Regions from separate parts of the Mus musculus genome. Here all the other regions are linked to region 3. The links are chromatin contacts, called in public promoter capture Hi-C maps. All regions are on one chromosome and are shown on one strand. The core of a region is the stretch at or near the end of the contact, and the rest is flanking DNA. Distances in the headings are between cores, read along the strand shown.

Region 1 (3,677 bases), core at 614-3,113, 1.7 Mb before region 3:
CTGGTGGTGCCCAGTCCAGTAACAGTCCACAGAAGACACTGTCCTTGGGCCCTGTGTGCTGTTCTTCAGATAATGGGTGAAAAGAATGGGCATTCTGCCTTCCATACAGGTTCCTGGGGCAAGGCAAGGTCTGAGTGCTAGAGCACCAGCTTGCAGAGTTTCAGAGGTGTGAACCAGAGCCCTGGTCTGAGTGAGGGCTGGCTCAGCTCCTGGACACTGGTGGTCCTGGGGCAGAGGGAAAGGAGGAAGAGGGCGTTGGCTCTCAAACCAGCATCTCCAGTGCTCATTCTTTCTCCGTAGTGTTTCCTACCCAGTTGTCACGCGTATTCTTTGTTAGCCTGAGACAGAGCAGAGTGGCCAGTGTGTCACCTTTCTTCCCCTTCCTGGAGTACCTTTGTAAGGTCACAGGCATTCTCCCACATTGTCTTAAGCACCAAAGGAGCTCAGAGTGTAGACTGTAACTTGGCAAATCAGAGCCTTTTTTTAAAAAAAAAAATAATAGCATCTTTCTCACTCACCCAGTTTAACTTTCTTTCTTTTTTTAAATCCTGTTGCTCATATTAAAGTAGAAGTACTGCTGAGCTCTGTAGATTGTGCAGACCTCAAGGGGAGAGCTCTTCTAAAGAGAAGCTGTGATAGAAACAGTCTTGCCCCCAGGCTATTGTGTGGCTCTGATGGGACAAATACCCAGGACAAGTTAGAGGAATTTGCCAAAGACCTGCCCCATGACAGTTGTTGTCCAGTGTCTTCACCCTGAGAATAACCAAAGTTGCAGTAGTTTTTTTTTCTTTTTAAGTGCATTTAAGAATATGTGTGGTTTTGTTGTGGAACAGTGGAGCTGGCCATTATTACATGTGCTCAGAGATCAATGCCTCTGGAATACATTTGACATCTGTTTGTGTTTGCTTGCTTTGTTTTTAAGGGGATCTTTCCCTGTGGGTGGTGTCAGAATTTGGACACCTTGGTTTGGGGGTAGGTTGAGCTGGGCAGCTGCAATCAGCTTGTTTATGCAAACTGGGCGTGAGCCTCTCTGGGCTCCTGGTTGATGGCTAATGCTGGGAGGGAAGGGTCAGCCCCAAGTAGACCCTTCCCGTGGGCTTTGGCCAGGCCAGACACAACATCGTTTACATGTTCTGTGTAATTATAAAGTTTATGTGTATAAAGCAAGCTGTTTCTGTGAAACTGTATATTTTGTAAATAAAGATATTGCTACTTTGAGGTCTGTGCCTCCTTAGGTGTCCTGTGCTGAAAAAGGCTGTGGGTCTCCCCAGTTGCTTGTCAGATGGCGGATCTGGCAGAGCTGAACTGATGATGAAAAGGGACCATGACCCCTGCTCCACTTATCCAGTTAGCTCTCAAACCCAGTGTGCACTTTTGAAAGGCTTCCCTTTCCCTCAATTCCTGTCACACTTGTCTGTTCAGGTGTGCCGGCCACCCCTACCCTCTACCCCGCACTTGTCTGAGCTTTCAAAGCCACAGCCATTAGGGCCCTTTGAAGTTCGGACTGGTGAGGTGAGTCCAGTGCTAGGCATCTTCTGTCTGTATAGTGACCAGCTGGGTACCTCCCTTGGGATCCAAACCTTGTCTGAAGCTGAGATGAATGAAGTGTGAGTTCAAGGCCAGGCAGGCTCTGTACCTGTCTGTAACGGACAAACCCAGCCCTGCAAGCCAGAAACTTAGCTGAGTTAGGAGTCGACGCTTTTTTAGTCCAGGTTTCCAAAGTTGTTTACTTGGGCACAAGTTGTAGGAGGTATTCCTCAGCTCTAACTTCTTTAGGGAGCAGAGCAAGTCCTGCTCTGGCGCCCCGAGCCTGCGGACCCCGCCCCTCAGGCTCCGCCCCCCGAGGCCGCCGAGCCGCCATCTTTTTTAGGGGCAGTGGGCCCATCTCCGAGATGCCGAAGTCTTGCGCGGCCCGGCAATGCTGCAACCGCTACAGCAGCCGCAGGAAGCAGCTCACCTTCCACCGGTGAGGGATGGGGAAGCCGGGACCCGACCCTACGGAACGCTCGCGGGTCTCGGTGCACTGGGCGGGAGCTCCGGGAGGCCCAGGCCAGGGTTTGCAGGCGAGGTGGACCGGGACTGCGTAGAGGGGCCGGGCCGGGCGCGGGCGATGCTCCTGCGCGCGGCCTCACAGCCTGACCCCGCCGCCCCCTCCTCGCCTGGAAGCAGTAGGTGCTCAGTGCAAACTAGATGGGCGTGAGTGGCACCTGGCCGTGTCCCTGCTCTGGCCCCTTGCGCCTGCGTCACCTCGCGGGAGGCCTGGAGGAATGAGTGCTCCCAGGATGGCCGGGCCTCATGGCAGGGATTTCGGCTGTGGGAAGGTGGGAGATCCCCGGTTCTGCAGCCCTGGGACCCCTTTTCCCCAGCAAGACTCGTGCTGAGCCCTTTCTAGGGAAGCACCCTTCAACTGCTCCGGCTTCGAGCGATGTCTGTGCCTTCAGGGCTCAGTTCCTGGCAGCCCGCACCCTGTACACTTTGAATGTTTCTGCTGAAGAGTAGCAACCATAGAAAAATACACACATCAGTTGGCAGCCCACAGACGTCTCCGCTGGCATCCACTTACAGTCTTTTCTCCCACCAGCCCACAGGGATAGCTTGCATGTGGGCTGCGTGGCTGTGGCGAGGTTTGAACCTTAAGAAATGGAATCTCTCTCTCTCTTCCTTCCGGGCCCTGCGAGAGTCATCCTTGCCCCACAAGCACTATTCTGCATAGTATTCCATTGACCACGAGCCAGGATGTGTGCTCTGCATGGAAGGGCCTCCGGGTGGCTGCATGGGTAGTTATCAGGTATCTGAGTTGCCAGAAACTCGGGGGAACACTCACCTCTGCCCGCTCTCATTCTTTGTTTTTAAGTTAAATTCATTTGTGTGTAGAAGAATCCTCCACCCTCTTGCCATGTCTCCCATGGGATGGATGGTCAGAGGACAGTTTCTTTCCTGTTTTGTGGGGCCACAGGGATTTTGCCAGGTGTCTTATCTATTTTAATAGCCACCTCCTCCATTGAGACCAGGCCCTTTTCTGTAGTTCTGACTGAAGTCAGTGAATAGAGCTATGTACCCAAAACTGGCTTTGAACACTCAAAAAAAAAAAAAAAAAAAAAAAACACCCCCTCCCTTAATGCATGCTGGCATCCTGTCTGGGAGACTTTTATATTTTACTTTGTGTTGGAGATGGAGCTCAGGCCTTCCAGAGTAGTGGGTAGGCAGGTGCTCTACACACCTTGACTTTTTTTTTGGTTTTGTTTTTTCGAGACAGGGTTTCTCTGTGTAGCCCTGGCTGTCCTGGAACTCACTCTGTAGACCAGGCTGGCCTCGAACTCAGAAATCCACCTGCCTTTGCCTTCTGAGTACTGGGATTAAAGGCATGAGCCACCACGCCTGGCCACACCTCCGAATTTTTAAACTTTTTTGTTTTGTTTTTCAAGATAGGATTTCTCTGTGTAGACCAGGCTGACCTTGAACTCACAGAGATCTGCCAGCCTCTGCCTCCAGAGTGTTGAGATTAAAGGCGTGTGCCACCACTTAAGTGTTTATGGCACAATCACCACATGTCCTGGTAGGCTTCCTGAGGACAGTTTAGATCTGTGTGTACCCCGTGCTTTGACATCTCTCCTGTGCCCTCCCGTCTGCCTTCTGACTCTATCCTTGCTTCAGGCTAGTGTTGCTTCTGTTAATTC
Region 2 (3,577 bases), core at 517-3,016, 1.7 Mb before region 3:
GAAAGAAAACAGCAAACCCATCTCAGAAAGGTCGGTTCCTTTTACCACTCTGCTTCTTCAAGAACCAGGAAATGTCTGGGCCTTGTGCCTCTGGCCTTTATTCCTAGCATTTGAGTGGCAGAGGCAGCCAGATCGCTGCGAGTTCAAGGCTAGCCTGGTCTACACAGTGAGTTCTTGCCAGCACTACACTGTGTCAGGCCCTGTGGCAGAAAAAAAACAAACAAAAACAAAACAACTCAGGGGAAAACCTACAGTTTCATTCAACTGCTAACCTGGAAGTCCAGGAAACGTTTCCTGGAGGAGTTTCTGTGGTAAGCAGTGGCTGATACAGGGCACAGTATAGAGACAAAGAGCTTTGCTGTATGTGGAATGGTAAACTGAGGCAGTAGAGTTCAAGAGCTGGGTTTCTGGAGTTAGACTGCCCAGGGACGAATTGCACCTGTTTGTTCCCTCGATTATAATTACTGGATTGAATATATATATACACATGTATATATGTATACATACATATATACACACATATGTATGTACACACACACACATATATATGTATACATACATATATACTCATTCATACTGGATTGTTATGAGAGCGCCTATCACAATTTAAAGAGACACTGAGTCAGTTCTTTCAGCAGGTGGCTGTGCAGAAAACACTCAGAAAGATATTGGTTATTAGCACACAGACCAACTTTTACTGGCAACTGGGTTAGCTTTGCTGAGGCTAGCACAATTCCCTTACTTTTGATCTTTACCAGAAACCCTAAAAGACAGGATTGGGACTTGTGTGGAAGGACTGACAACTTGGACCCAGCAGCCACAGACCTCTCGAATGCCTTTCGTGACCTGACCTTGGAAGCCTTTCCGGGAACCCTTCTCTGACGGAGCTCAAGTGCGGACTAGCCATAGAGAACAAGAACGTATGCGAGGTATACACGTGCCAGACAGTGCGGACCTCAAGGGTGACTTTTTATTCTCGAGGAGACCGCGTGAATCCACTGGCAAGCACTGGATGCTGAAGTGCGGTCAGAGCGCCGGTGCGTCTCTGGCCTAGCACTTCTTGCTCATCCACGGCCCCCGAGTCGAGGCTGGAGAGGTCTTGCTCTCTGATTTCTGGGCAAAGGCTCAAGGGATCGGAGGAGGACACGAACGCCAGCCTGGGAGGGTAGCCTCTGCTTCGGAAGCACCAGCGATTGAGGGTCCGACCGAACCCTGGAGAGGCTCCCTGTGGCCTTGACCTTGCTGTCCAGGGCTGCGATCGCCCAGCTCCTGGCTCAGGCTGATGACCCTACCCTCTAGCCTAGGGTAGGAGTATGTAGGGGAAGCGTGGGACCTGGTTCCCCACTGCAGCGGCTGCCCCGGGGTCCTCGTCCCCCTTCCGGCAAGTACGTGGGTCCGGGTCCGGGCCAGGCCTGGGCACGGTGCACGCCATGCACGGGTCGCGGAGCGCCAGGCAGACGCTGGACCCGCGCCGGGGCGCGAGGGTCGCGGCGGTGCGGGCAGCTCGACGGCTGGCAGGCGCACACGGCGGCGGGGTCACGCGGCCTCCGGGCCGGGCCGTGGCCTTGCCGGGGCGGCTGCGGGGCCAGAGCCGCCCGTCCGACCGTCCAGAACCACCGAGCCGGGCCTCAGCCTCGCCGACGCCACGCCGCGGGCCTCACCTCCCTGCGCACGTTCAGCAGTGAGTAATAGTCTTCATTGTCCAGCTCCTCCTCGCTCAAGGCCGTCGCCATCTTCGCAACCTTTCACCCCGCCAAACCGGCGAGGCCGTGGTTAAGAGGGTCCGGCGCTGCGTAGCGCTTCCCGCGCGCCTCCCGCCCACGTCACAGCGGCCCCTGGCGGCCCGGAGCCGCACAGCAGCCCTTGGGACGCGCCTGCGCACTGCGCCCCCGCGCGGCCGAGGCCGGAAGCTGGGAGGTGTATATGTATACCAGCCTCTCGTGTGTGTGTGTGTGTGTGTGTGTGTGTGTGTGTGTGTGTGTGTGTGTGTGCAGTCTGTGTGTGTGTGTGTGTGTGTGTGTGTGTGAAACCTGTGTATGTGTGTACCAGCATGTGTGGGTGTGTACACAAGCATGTGTGTGTGTACGAGTGTGTGGTGTTTGTGTATGAGTGGATGCATGGGATGTGTGTATGAGGGTGTAAGGTGTACGTGAGAGTGTTGTGTGTAAGTGTGTGTGTGTGTGTGTGTGTGTGTGTAAGCGTGTGTGGGGTTTGTGAGAGTGTGATGAGGGTATGAGTGGGGTGGGGTGTATGAGTGGGGGTGTCCCGTGTGTTTAAGTGGGGGTGTGGTGTGTGTGTATGAGAGTGTGGGATGTGTGAGAGTGTGGGATATGTGTGTGTGTGTGTGTGTGTGTATGAGCACGTATGGGGTTTGTGAGAGTGTGGTGGGGGTGTGAGTGGGGTTGTGGTGTATGTGTGGGGTTGTGGATGTGTGTTTATAAATGTGTGTTCAAGTGTGGGTCAGTGTATGTGTGTGAGTGGGGGTGTGGGTGTGAGTGGACATATTGTGTGTGTGTTTACGGCTGTGAAAGTGATGGGGTTATGTGGTGTGTGTGTATCTGTATGGGCAGGGTTAGTATTCAACAGGGCCGCACCACACTCATAAGACCCTTATGGCCCAGGTTCTGGGTGGCGGCGAACCCGGGATGGCTGAGCTCCTTCCCCTGTTTTGGAGTCTGTTGTAAAGCCACCCTGAGCCCAGGCACGCATCTCTCCCGGGGCCCACCCACAAGGGAAGCCGCTGGTGGACCCACTTGCTGACTTATGTGTGCTCAGGAAACCTTCAAAGTGGTTACCTACACCCTTTGTGGTCCACAGAGGCTGCCTTATCTTCTGTTTCTGTCATGTTTTGTCTTTTCTTAACCATTGCCCTGAATGTAGGAGCACCTGGCCTTTTTTTTTTTTTTTTTTTTCCCTGCCGCATAAATGAGGAGGCAATATCCATTTGGTTCTTAATTGCGTCTGGCGTGCATATATACCTGTGGTTCCTACCTCAGAGCCATTCTGCTGGAAATTTCTCCTGTATAATTTAGCAGTGGAGTCTAATTGATTTCAACCTGGTGCCTGCTGTTTGGTGCCTTATTAAAAACGTCTTGGTTACAATAATCTAAATATTTTAAGTGTCTTTGAAATTATGTTATCAAGTGGTGGGCAGCAGCGTAGGCCCCTCCACCTGTTGGTTCACATGACCTGAGTCTTTTCTCAGGGGTCCTTGTTGTTCCTCCACACAGCCATCCGCTTGCCCGTCATAAGCTGGTATCCTGGGAGACCCCGACACCTGTCTGCAGATAGGAGAGGTTGATTTCTTTCTCATCCTAATTCTTGGCCAGATGTGCGCCATCTGGGCCTGTGTCACGTCCCTTCCAAGGTGCTCACTCCTCTTAGGATCTTTTGGCGGGAGACATCTAGGTGTGTGGAGTCAGCCTGCAGTAGGCTGTTGACCCAGGTTGTAAATTAGCAGCTTTTTATTATTTTGTTAAAGCATGGTAGGCCTCCCTACACGACGGCATCCACAGCCATGCCCCGTCAGCTCTCCTCCTGCAGGTTTATAGACTTTTCTTCTCTCCCTTCCTTCGCA
Region 3 (3,679 bases), core at 141-2,640:
CAGAGAAAACTGGAAGGCAGGCTTTCACCCAGACTAGGCCATCAAAATCAAAAACGGTTTGCAATTTAGAGTGGAATTAACTCAGCAAGCAAATCCATGGAAGGAAATATCTCGCCAAAGATGATTTTATTATTGTATAGATAATCCTCTCCCTCCCCTCCCCCATCAGACTGAGACTAAAGAAACCAGTGTACACCAGACAAAAAGGTCTCTCTTTAAATGGAAAGCAATTATAAAAGCTATTTGAAATCTAACCTAGGATGTATTATTCATTTGAGCTGCACTAAATGTCTGTTTTGTAATCCACCAAGCTCACACTCACTAGTTAATCTGTTTTGTTTTGTTTAGTCTTAAGAATTGCTTTGCAGAAGGCTATTTCAAGATTCATACAAAACTACTTTTTCAGAGCCACCTTAAAATAGCAGCACATACTGAAACATTTAAAGCACCCAGTTTCTCAAGGGCACATTCTGCTGAAATCAATGTTTGAAGTCTGTAATCAAAAAAAAAAAAAAAAGTAAGCAAACCTTGGAAAAGAGACAGAGGATAATGACTATTCAACAATGAATCATTTTATTTTCATTTCAACAACTTCTCAAGCGAACAGTTTCAAAGGAAACCTGCAATACTCCCTCAACACAACACACACCCCATTCGATGTAAAACTACCTTCTTCCCATAACCCTAAAAAAATATAAAGAAAGAAAGAAGGCACCCTCCTTCAGACAGCAGAACTTAAAATCATGACAGAATTCTACGCCGCTCCAAGTGGTATTTGGTTCCCTAATTTTGGAATCACAGAGCCTGAGAAGAGAGACACAAAGGAGGAGTCTTCCTCCTAATGTGAAATGAGACTTTAATGAGTCCGTTCCCAGACCCCCACATTCACAAATATCCAAGAAATGCACAGCTTCGGGTCCTTCCCTCTCACAGTTGAGCTGCTCAGCTAGTGGCGTGTAACAGTTTAACCTCAGACTAGTTCCAGAGCGTGCCTAAGAAGCCAAGAGAGAGCAGGGGTCAAGAAGCACGTAGTACAGTCACCTGGCTCGCACAGGACCAAAGGCAGCGTCCGGCCCATGGTTCCCCGAGGGCTCGCCTCCACTCTCACCCTTCGCATTCCGCCTCGGCTTTCCCGGCCGAGCCCCACCGCCCACCCAGAGCACTCCGACCCCAGAAAGAGGGGCCGAGGAGGGGCGCCCGCGGCGCGGCGCTGACAACTTGGACACTTACCTTCCCCTCGGGCGCTACACCATCAATGAGAGGGGTGGCGGCCGGGCTCCGGGGAAAGTGCAGGGACCGGGAGGGAGGCCGCGGGGGCCGGCGGCGGACCGAGGGCGGTGGGCGCGGGGCCGAAGGGGCCGGCCCGCGGGGATGCGACACCGGGGGGCTGCGGGGCTTCCCTGCCGGGACTTCGACCTCCTCGGGTGGGCCAAGCCTTCAGCAGTGGGAGCCCAGGACCATGTCTGGTTTTGTGGATTTTTTTTTCCCAGAGGGCGAGTGGCTCCCACCGGAGGATGGTAGGGTTTTTTTTTTTTTTTCCTACCCCTCAACTAGGAGAGAAAATGAGGCGGAAACAAGGTGGGGAGCGCGTGAGGGGACGAGGCGCGGGGAAGGAGGCGGGGACCGAGGCCCGGCGGGGCGAGAGGCTGCGGAGCGCGGGGGGCGGCTCGCGAGCGTCTGTGGGAGCAGCGGCACCTCCGCGATGGTGGCGGAGCCGCGGGGCTGCTGCGCCGACCCGCCGCCCACTCCGCGCTCGGGCCCGGCCCACCTCGCAGTATCGACCATCACCATTGGTCTGTCTCTTCGTGACGTCAGTAGAGGACGGGCCAATAGGAGGCGGAAGGCGGGCCTGGGGGCGGGATGTTTGCTCCAGCTCGCTCTTCCATTTTCTTTTTTTTTTTTTTTTTTCTTTTTTTCCTCCTTTTTTTTCTTCTCTCTCTCTTTTTTTTTTTTTTTCTTCCTTTTTAATAAAATGAGCAGAAGGCAAGGCAAGGGGAGAGGCCAGGCTTTGGTGGCGGCGCGGCCGAGCCCTTAGTGCACGCTCCGGGCGGCGGCCGGAACCTGGGAGATGGGCTCCCCGCCCCAGGCGCGGCTTTGTGCTTGGTCCGCCCTGCTCGGCCACAGGCAGAGCTCCCAGCGGCCAGCCCTGTACTGACCCTCGGGATGGTCTACCTCAAGCGGGTCGGTCTTAGGGGTGGGCTTGGCGACTGTCCCCTTGCTCTTATTATTACCAGAGCCATAATTGCTTATTTCATTTAAGAGACAGATTCCTATTCCTTGAGGTTCAAGGGGAGCTACAGAGTGGATTCGAAGTTATTTGTTCTGATGGGTAGTTCATAATGTTTTAAAAATAATGTTTGACCGAAACTGAAGTGAAAAAAAAAAAAGAAAAGAAAATGTGAATTGGTGAATTGTGCTGCTTATTGATGAGAATAATAAAAGGCCTCATTAAGTAATAAAGAACAGGGCTCAACTGCTCTTTGCAGAAGACCCCACTTCGGTTACCAGCACCCACATCAGGCTGCTAAAGCTGCCTGTAACTACAGCTCTGAGAAATCCAACACTCCTCTAGCCTCCATGTGCACAAACCTACACACACACACACACACATATGACTTTAAAAAAAAATAGTAATAAAGAACAGACCATTACGACGGAGAGTCTTTTAAAGAGAGCAGTAGCTGTGCCCTGTTGGGGGAGGGGAGGCGTAGACTAGTTTCACCAAGGCCTGGTGGCTCTTACCTGTTATCTTAACACTAGAGAGCCAGAGGCAAGAAGATCTTAATTAAAGGTTAAGGCCCACCTGGTCTACAGTGTGAGTTGCAGGCCAGTCAGAGCTACATTTGGAAACTCTGTCTTAAAAATGCCAACAAAAAAGGAAAGGAAAATCCAAGTATCACCTTTAAAAAATATTACTATATTCCCACTATGCTCAAAGACATTATCACCATGTGTACCACATACTATAAGCCTGAGCCAGGGCAAGCCAATGCTCCCATTCTACTTAATATAATTTATAGGATCGTGGGGTTTGGAATTTTAATTATAATTACCAGTTTTTGAAATGCATATCATGTTTATTGAGTTCTTTCACAGACTCTGGCATGAGTCCAGGGCGAATCATCAGCCTATTGTTAGTTTGTTAATATTCTGTAAATGCTTATTGGTGTCCTTAAACCATACACTCTTCTCAGAGGAGTTAAGGTCTGTATATAATAGAATAATTAAAGGATAGAGCTTGGCTTAAAATAATTCACCCATCTATTTCAAATAGAGGGATAATTTTCTCTTTGGAGTGTCTATTCAGATTATAATTCCCACATCCAAAAGTTCCTTTTAAAAATAATTTCAACTAGCAGATGTCATTGAACTGTACGGCCCAAGAGATCTGAAAGGAAATGGGGTCTTTTTTTAATTTAACATTTTTTTTCTTCATAAGGGGTATATGCATGCTACAGTGATCCCAGGAAGGCTTTTGGGGGTCTTGGGTCTCTCTAGTCCACTCTCCACGGACTCCAGGTTTGCAGTTCAGGCAGTTAAGCTTGGCAGTAAGAGCCTTTTTACCTGCTGAGTCTCCAAGGCCCACAACTAAGCCTTACCACTTACTACCTTTCAACAAGAAAAAACTCTTCCCTTTCAAATAAAATGAGAACTTGGGAATAAAGAGCTGGCTCGATGT

What was found. Promoter capture Hi-C pulls out the DNA fragments that hold promoters and counts their contacts.
Region 1: a contact with region 3 is called in a promoter capture Hi-C map of pre-B cells, with 2.7 times the contacts expected there. The contact joins the promoter of Thap3 here to the promoter of Rere in region 3.
Region 2: a promoter capture Hi-C map of hippocampal neurons shows a contact between it and region 3, with 3 times the contacts expected there. The contact joins the promoter of Dnajc11 here to the promoter of Rere in region 3. A contact is called at or near these places in 2 of 39 promoter capture datasets (cranial neural crest and hippocampal neurons).

Annotation. Positions count from the first base shown.
Region 1 is chr4:151,987,172-151,990,848 of GRCm38.p6, reverse strand. Thap3 (THAP domain containing, apoptosis associated protein 3) reads left to right here and starts at 1,863. Exons shown (of 4, transcript NM_175152.4): 1 at 1,863-1,966. The coding sequence starts at 1,893. It overlaps Phf13 (PHD finger protein 13), which reads left to right. Exons shown (of 4, transcript NM_172705.2): 4 at 1-1,218.
Region 2 is chr4:151,931,909-151,935,485 of GRCm38.p6, reverse strand. Dnajc11 (DnaJ heat shock protein family (Hsp40) member C11) reads right to left here and starts at 1,766. Exons shown (of 16, transcript NM_172704.3): 1 at 1,662-1,766. The coding sequence starts at 1,733.
Region 3 is chr4:150,279,627-150,283,305 of GRCm38.p6, reverse strand. It overlaps Rere (arginine glutamic acid dipeptide (RE) repeats), which reads right to left and starts at 1,390. Exons shown (of 23, transcript NM_001085492.1): 1 at 1,231-1,390.